Regions from separate parts of the Mus musculus genome. Here region 1 is linked to region 2. Evidence: chromatin contacts called from public Hi-C data. All regions are on one chromosome and are shown on one strand. The core of a region is the stretch at or near the end of the contact, and the rest is flanking DNA. Distances in the headings are between cores, read along the strand shown. Region 1 holds the start of Fjx1 (four jointed box 1). Region 2 overlaps Ldlrad3 (low density lipoprotein receptor class A domain containing 3).

The links. Hi-C and Micro-C count contacts between places; a contact is called where the count stands out from the background.
Region 1: a contact with region 2 is called in a Hi-C map of uterus, with 2.9 times the contacts expected there. The contact joins the promoter of Fjx1 here to the enhancer-like site in region 2. A contact is called at or near these places in 5 of 39 promoter capture datasets (3T3-L1-derived adipocytes, the C10 cell line, hippocampal neurons and 1 more), 1 of 15 datasets of contacts at CTCF or cohesin (large pre-B cells), 3 of 484 Hi-C or Micro-C datasets (the HPC-7 cell line, nephron progenitors and uterus), 15 of 115 datasets of contacts at active chromatin or transcription factors (T-cell acute lymphoblastic leukemia, astrocytes, craniofacial prominence and 11 more) and 2 of 9 other capture datasets (adipose tissue and liver).

What each region holds. Positions count from the first base shown.
Region 1 is chr2:102,450,184-102,453,088 of GRCm38.p6, reverse strand. It overlaps Fjx1 (four jointed box 1), which reads left to right and starts at 1,297. Exons shown (of 1, transcript NM_010218.2): 1 at 1,297-2,905. The coding sequence starts at 1,501. The coding sequence ends at 2,853.
Region 2 is chr2:102,149,879-102,152,970 of GRCm38.p6, reverse strand. All of the region lies in intron 1 of Ldlrad3 (low density lipoprotein receptor class A domain containing 3), which reads left to right. Among named protein-coding and RNA genes, the nearest start is that of Ldlrad3, 35 kb to the left of the region's middle. Within about 2 kb of position 1,635, at least 4 of the 459 cell types and tissues checked have an H3K27ac peak or open chromatin away from gene starts, as enhancers often do. A contact at or near this core is called in kidney and uterus, where this site is marked.

The sequences.
Region 1 (2,905 bases), core at 48-2,547, 300 kb before region 2:
GCAGATGTAGCCCAGCTGAAACCTCGCATGTGTTCCCAGGAGAGGAATATAGGGAAAGGAAACACACACACACACACACACACATACACACACACAATGTGAAAGAAACCGATTTTAAACTCTGGCTGTAGGACTCGGGGAGGAGTCAGAAGAGAACCTGCTTAGCATACGTACTGTCCTGGGACAGTTCCCTGGCAGTGCCAGCTCTGGCTCTCAGGACCCCTCACGGCTCTGATCTTATGACTAAGAATCTCCAGTTTGAAATATGGGATACAAGAAGGGAAAGGAAAGATTCAGTTTGTTTCCAAGAGATTTGCTGGTAAATTAAATCCAAGAAAGTCTGGAGGAAGATGCATCAGTTTTTATAATGTGTTGGTTTGTTTTTTTCTTCACTGCCCCACTTCCCACTAGTCCTTTTTCCTTTACACTAAACTAGTAAAACAATTGTTTATTTTCCTTTGTTTGGGAGAAATTTATAATTGGGAATAAAGTGACTGACTAAATGACAACTTAAAAACAAGGTGAGAATGTTGACAATAAGTGTTTATATCTATCTAGATATCCCTATCTCTACATATTGAACTTTCTTTAAAATGGGAAAGCCAAGTGGCATGCGACCAGGGGACCTGACTTGGCTGTCCAACTTGCACAGCAAGGTTTAATTCCAAGCATCCCTGAGAAAAGTCACAGAAGTTAACCTCATTGCTCTCAAGCCTGCAATGATCCATACCGGGGAGCTTGCATCTGGAGAGAGGTTATGGGTTCAAAGTCATTGGCTACAGATGGTTCCTCTCCCAGCTGGAGTCACATCCTCTAGGGCTCGAGACTTTCCGGGGAATTTACATAAGCCAGCGTGAATCACACCAAGTGAGGTAGCAAAAGGACTCACCCTGACCCCTGCCTGTACTGCGGTGGGGGGCTGTCTGAAGTTTTCAGATCAGACACAGTCCAAAGGAGGGTACAAGGGGATCATCCCACTCCCAACAAGAGCACCGGACACGCCGCTACTCCCAAGCCCTACAATTGGTCTCTGCCCCCGCCCCCGCTCCGACGCCCCCGCACGGACGCCCTCAGTTCAGCCTCCTCCCCGCCCCGAAGTCCGGGACAGAACGTGGGGCCACCTCTCGCTCCTGGAAGGATCGGTTGCCGCTTTAAGGGGAAGAGGAAGGGAAGGGGCGGGGGAGTGGGGGGCGGGGAGAGGCGGCAGAGGAGGGGGAGGGGGATCCCCCTCGCTCCCACGTGGTCCGGGCGCCTGTGAATCGCGCCCGCCGGAGGGTCTCACAGCGAAATACAAAAGCTGCTGGGAAGCCACGGGGAGGCGAGTTCCCAGCGCCGGGGCAGAGCGCTGGCCAGAGCCCCGCAGCGCTCCGCGGCCGCGATGGGGCTCCGGCACCCGAAGCCCCGGAGCCAGCTAGCAGCCGGGCCCGCCTCGCCGCCCGCACCCGGGCGCCCGGGCTTGGCTTGAAGCGGCGGCGGTGGCACCGGCGCGCCGGCAGGAGCATGGGGAGGAAGATGCGGGGCGCCGCCGCCGCCGCGGGGCTCTGGCTGCTGGCTTTGAGCTCGCTGCTGACGCTGTGGGGAGGACTCCTGCCACCGCGGACCGAGCTGCCAGCCTCCCGGCCGCCCGAAGATCGACTCCCTCCGCATCCGATCCAGAGTGGCGGCCCCGCGCCCGAGCCGCGATTCCCTCTGCCCCCGCCCCTAGTATGGGACGCCCGCGGCGGCTCCCTGAAAACTTTCCGGGCGCTGCTCACCCTGGCGGCCGGCGCGGATAACCCGCCTAGGAGGCACCAGGACGACCGCGGGCGGCACGAGCCCTCCGGGCTGTCCTGGCCAGAGGAGCGCAGGGCGGTGCACGGGGGCGTCTTCTGGAGCCGCGGCCTGGAGGAGCAGGTTCCCCGGGGCTTTTCCGAAGCCCAAGCAGCAGCGTGGCTGGAGGTGGCACGGGGTGCTCGGGTGGTGGCTCTGGATCGCGGGGGCTGCGGACGCAGTTCCAACCGCCTAGCCCGCTTTGCCGACGGCACCCGTGCCTGTGTACGCTACGGCATCAACCCAGAGCAGATACAGGGCGAGGCCCTGTCCTACTACCTTGCGCGCCTGCTGGGCCTCCAGCGCCACGTGCCGCCGCTGGCACTGGCTCGGGTGGAGGCTCGGGGCGCGCAGTGGGTGCAGGTGCAGGAGGAGCTGCGCACCGCGCACTGGACCGAGGGCAGCGTGGTGAGCCTGACGCGCTGGCTGCCTAACCTCACCGACGTGGTGGTGCCCGAGCCCTGGCGATCAGAGGACGGCCGTCTGCGGCCCCTGCGCGACGCCGGGGGCGAGCTGACCAACCTCAGCCAGGCGGAGCTGGTGGACTTGGTACAATGGACCGATCTGATCCTCTTCGATTACCTGACGGCCAACTTTGACCGGCTTGTGAGCAACCTCTTCAGCTTACAGTGGGACCCACGCGTTATGCACCGCGCTACGAGCAACCTGCACCGAGGACCAGGAGGGGCGTTGGTCTTTCTGGACAATGAGGCGGGCTTGGTGCACGGCTACCGGGTAGCCGGCATGTGGGACAAGTATAACGAACCGCTGCTACAGTCGGTGTGTGTATTCCGAGAGCGGACTGCTAGGCGCGTCTTGGAGCTGCACCGGGGTCAGGACGCGGCGGCCCGGTTGCTGCGCCTCTACAGTCGCCACGAACCGCGTTTCCCAGAGCTGGCGGAGCTCTCAGAACCCCACGCTCAGCTGCTACAGCGCCGCCTTGACTTCCTCGCCAAACACATTTTGCACTGCAAGGCCAAGTACGGCCGCCGGCCCGGGGACTTAATAACACTCCGAGGAAGAGAGGGACTGGGGTATGAATGATGGGGGTTAGGGCTGTCTTCTCTGCCACGGGCAACGACCAACCAGCCAACGC
Region 2 (3,092 bases), core at 386-2,885:
CATTTCCATCTTTCTGTGGGGTTGGTGTAGTCCAGTGACCTCCCTTTAACCCGCTCACCTCTGCAAGGCTCCTGTCTCCATCTGCAGCTCAGGATTCCAACTCATCATTTTCAGGCACCTCTTGCTCATTTCCACAATGTAACCTGCTCAACAAGCTATGTGTTTTTCAGGAAGGGCACCCAGGAGGAGCTGCCGCCTGCTCCAGGGGTCTGCCATCTTCCTTTCTTTCTTCCTGTCACCATCTTTATGCAGTCAGAACACAGCTCTGCTCTCTCTACAGTATCCCTGTCTTTGCAATCACAACATCCTGTCTGTTCTCTTCTTTCAAGGTCATCTTCCGGAACAACCTTGTGCATGATTGGTCCTGGGTACTCCTTTTGAATTATTCCTGGGACCCTGCTTGTTCATGTCTGTACTTTTGAGCCTTGCTCTCTCACATCCTTTGTAGGTGCTTCAAAGATAAGGACCATTTCTACTTATATTGGCATACTGCAGAACAGACTTCTACAAATGAGTGTACCCATTTCTTTGTACTTTCTTGTAACATGGCTACTAGAAGCCTTTCATTAAATATTTTTGCTTGCTTCATATTTCTGTTGAGCAGCTTTGGTTACTGCTTTCTTCTATCCATCTAGAAAAATCTGCATGGGCCAGCTCCAGCCTGAGGCTGGACGGAATGTTGCTTATCAGATTAAATGGCAGCCTGCTCAAAAGACTTATCTACCAAAGCCCATGAATCAGACTTATTTGGGGAAATAATTTAAACATGTTGACATAAGATCCCCCTGGATTATCCAGGTGATCCACAAAGCCACAGCAAGCATCCTTTAATAAGATCAGGCACACACAGAAGGTGTAATCGTCAGAGCCGGGGCAGAAATTGGACTGATCCATTTATACCAGGATTCCTGGCCACCTCCAGAGAGAAAGGAAAAAACTATACCCCCTTAAATCTTCCAGCAAGAATTCATCTGCCCAGACCCCCACTTTCTATTTCTGTCCTTTGGAACAGTGAGAGGGCAAACATCTGTTGTTTCAGTCACTCAGCTTGTAGTGATTTGTTATGGCAGACCTGGAAAGTAGGAGGCGGTTGTGTCCCCAAACCTGGGCGACACAGAGAGAACTCTGAAGGGTTAAGAGGAAGGGCCGCTGGAATGAGGCGGGATTGCCACAGATCACTAGCTACCTGTTGTTCTAGAAGCCACCAGTGGGATGATTATATGGGGTGAGAAAGTCAGTGGAGAGAGAGTTCCTGTGCATGGTGACTGTGGATGTCTCCGGATGTTGGTGGCTGGACTTTATAAGACAGTCTTTGACTGACCTTTTTTGGGTCATCTTTCTATTTGTATTGTTGGCTAAGGGAATAAGAGGACTGGTAATTCTCATCTGAGAAAGCCCCCCCCCCCCATTTGATGAGAGATCTGTTGTCTTCCTGATGCTCATTAAATACTTGTTAAATTGGATCGCTCTGTTTTTAAGGAAAACAGCATGCCATGCTAGTTTATCTAGAGATTTTGGGCTCCCACCAAGAATTTTATAAAGCGACCTCACACTAATTACAAGATAAACATCTCTAGCCCCACGTGCAGCAGGCTTACTCTGCCAGTGGCCCTGTTTTTGCTTACTGGGAAGAGAAAGAACATTTGTTTGCTGGTCTAGAGTGCAGCAAGCATTTTTACACAGTGATTTTGGTTAATCCTCAGGCTAGGTCTGCAAGTGGTATTATCACCCTGCTTTATAGATAGGGGATCGGGGTCTCTGGTCTCTGAGAGTTGAAGAAACGTGTCCAACTTGCATAGTAAACAGGAGAGCTGAGTCCTATTCAGGCAAGGGGCCTTCTCTCCAAGGGAACCTTCACATAGCGCTAAGTGTGTGCAATAGCATGGAGTGCTTTGGATGGAATTGGGGTGTGTGTCTCCAGTTCCCCACTCTGTCGCCCCTCAAAGCATCACTACATAGGACACCTTGAGGCCATGCTCTTCACTTGGTTCTTGCTGCACCACCCTGCTCTGATGCTGTTTGGTTTTGCTTCTGAGCTTTTCACATGTAGTAGACTCTAGGAGAATATATTTCTGCAGATTCCTGCGGTATCCCTGCTTAGTCCTTGGACTTTCTGGAGATTGGCATGGTAATAGCTAAAACTCTGCCTCTGGGTCTTACAATGATTGACTTTGATGGAAGATATTTTTGTGGAGTTCACTTTGTGGTGTGAGAAGAGAACAGATTCTAGACTATTGCATGGCTAAGGGAAGTGGCAGCGAATCGCATCCCAGATCTCCTGTGTAGAAGGATGGTGTCCGATGGAGATGGTGTTTGATGGTAGGGAGGTGCATATCTCTGAGTCTATGGAGAATACGGTGCTCATGTGGGAAACTCTCGTCCAGGTGAAGAAAAATGTATGTGAAGAAAAATGCAGGCAAGACAGTTTCTGCTCCTTACAGGGCCTTCTGGGTAGATTTGGAGGGTGGCAAATAGCCTAGGAAGGAACATAATTCCTTATGTGATGCTTTATGGACGTTATTGGAACCAACCCTCCCTCTCCTTCTTTTTGTATGGATGTAAAGACATCATTATATAGTGTTGTAAACTTCTTTTTACGAGACTATTCTTGATGCTCAGGTTCAAAGAATGATACAGTTTTATCTTAGAATTGCTCTATTATTTATGGTTAGAGGTTCATATAAGGATGTCTGTTGGATTATGTTTTAGTCAGGACTGTATAGTCCATAGCTGCAGTAACATATTTCTCCTAAAGTTTAATGACTTCACTTGATGACCCTGGAGACTGAATGGGTGGTGTAGAGCAGGGGGGTGGGGCGTGGGGTAGGGCGTTGCTTCTGTTCCCCATAGTTGCTTTGATCCAGTTGGTTGAGGAGCCACTGTCTGGAGCAATGCCACAGCAGAGCTGTGCTGTGCTGTCTCCTTTAGCCTTCGCTTTGTGAGTGATGCCTATCATGTTAGCCCTCACTCCATTGATCAAACTAGGTCCATAGTCCCACCTAACCGTGGAAAGGAAGCGGTTCCCCAGGTCAGTCGGTGAGAATTACCTCCTGTCACGGCTAACACAGTGCCCTGCTATCGAGGAGCTCCTG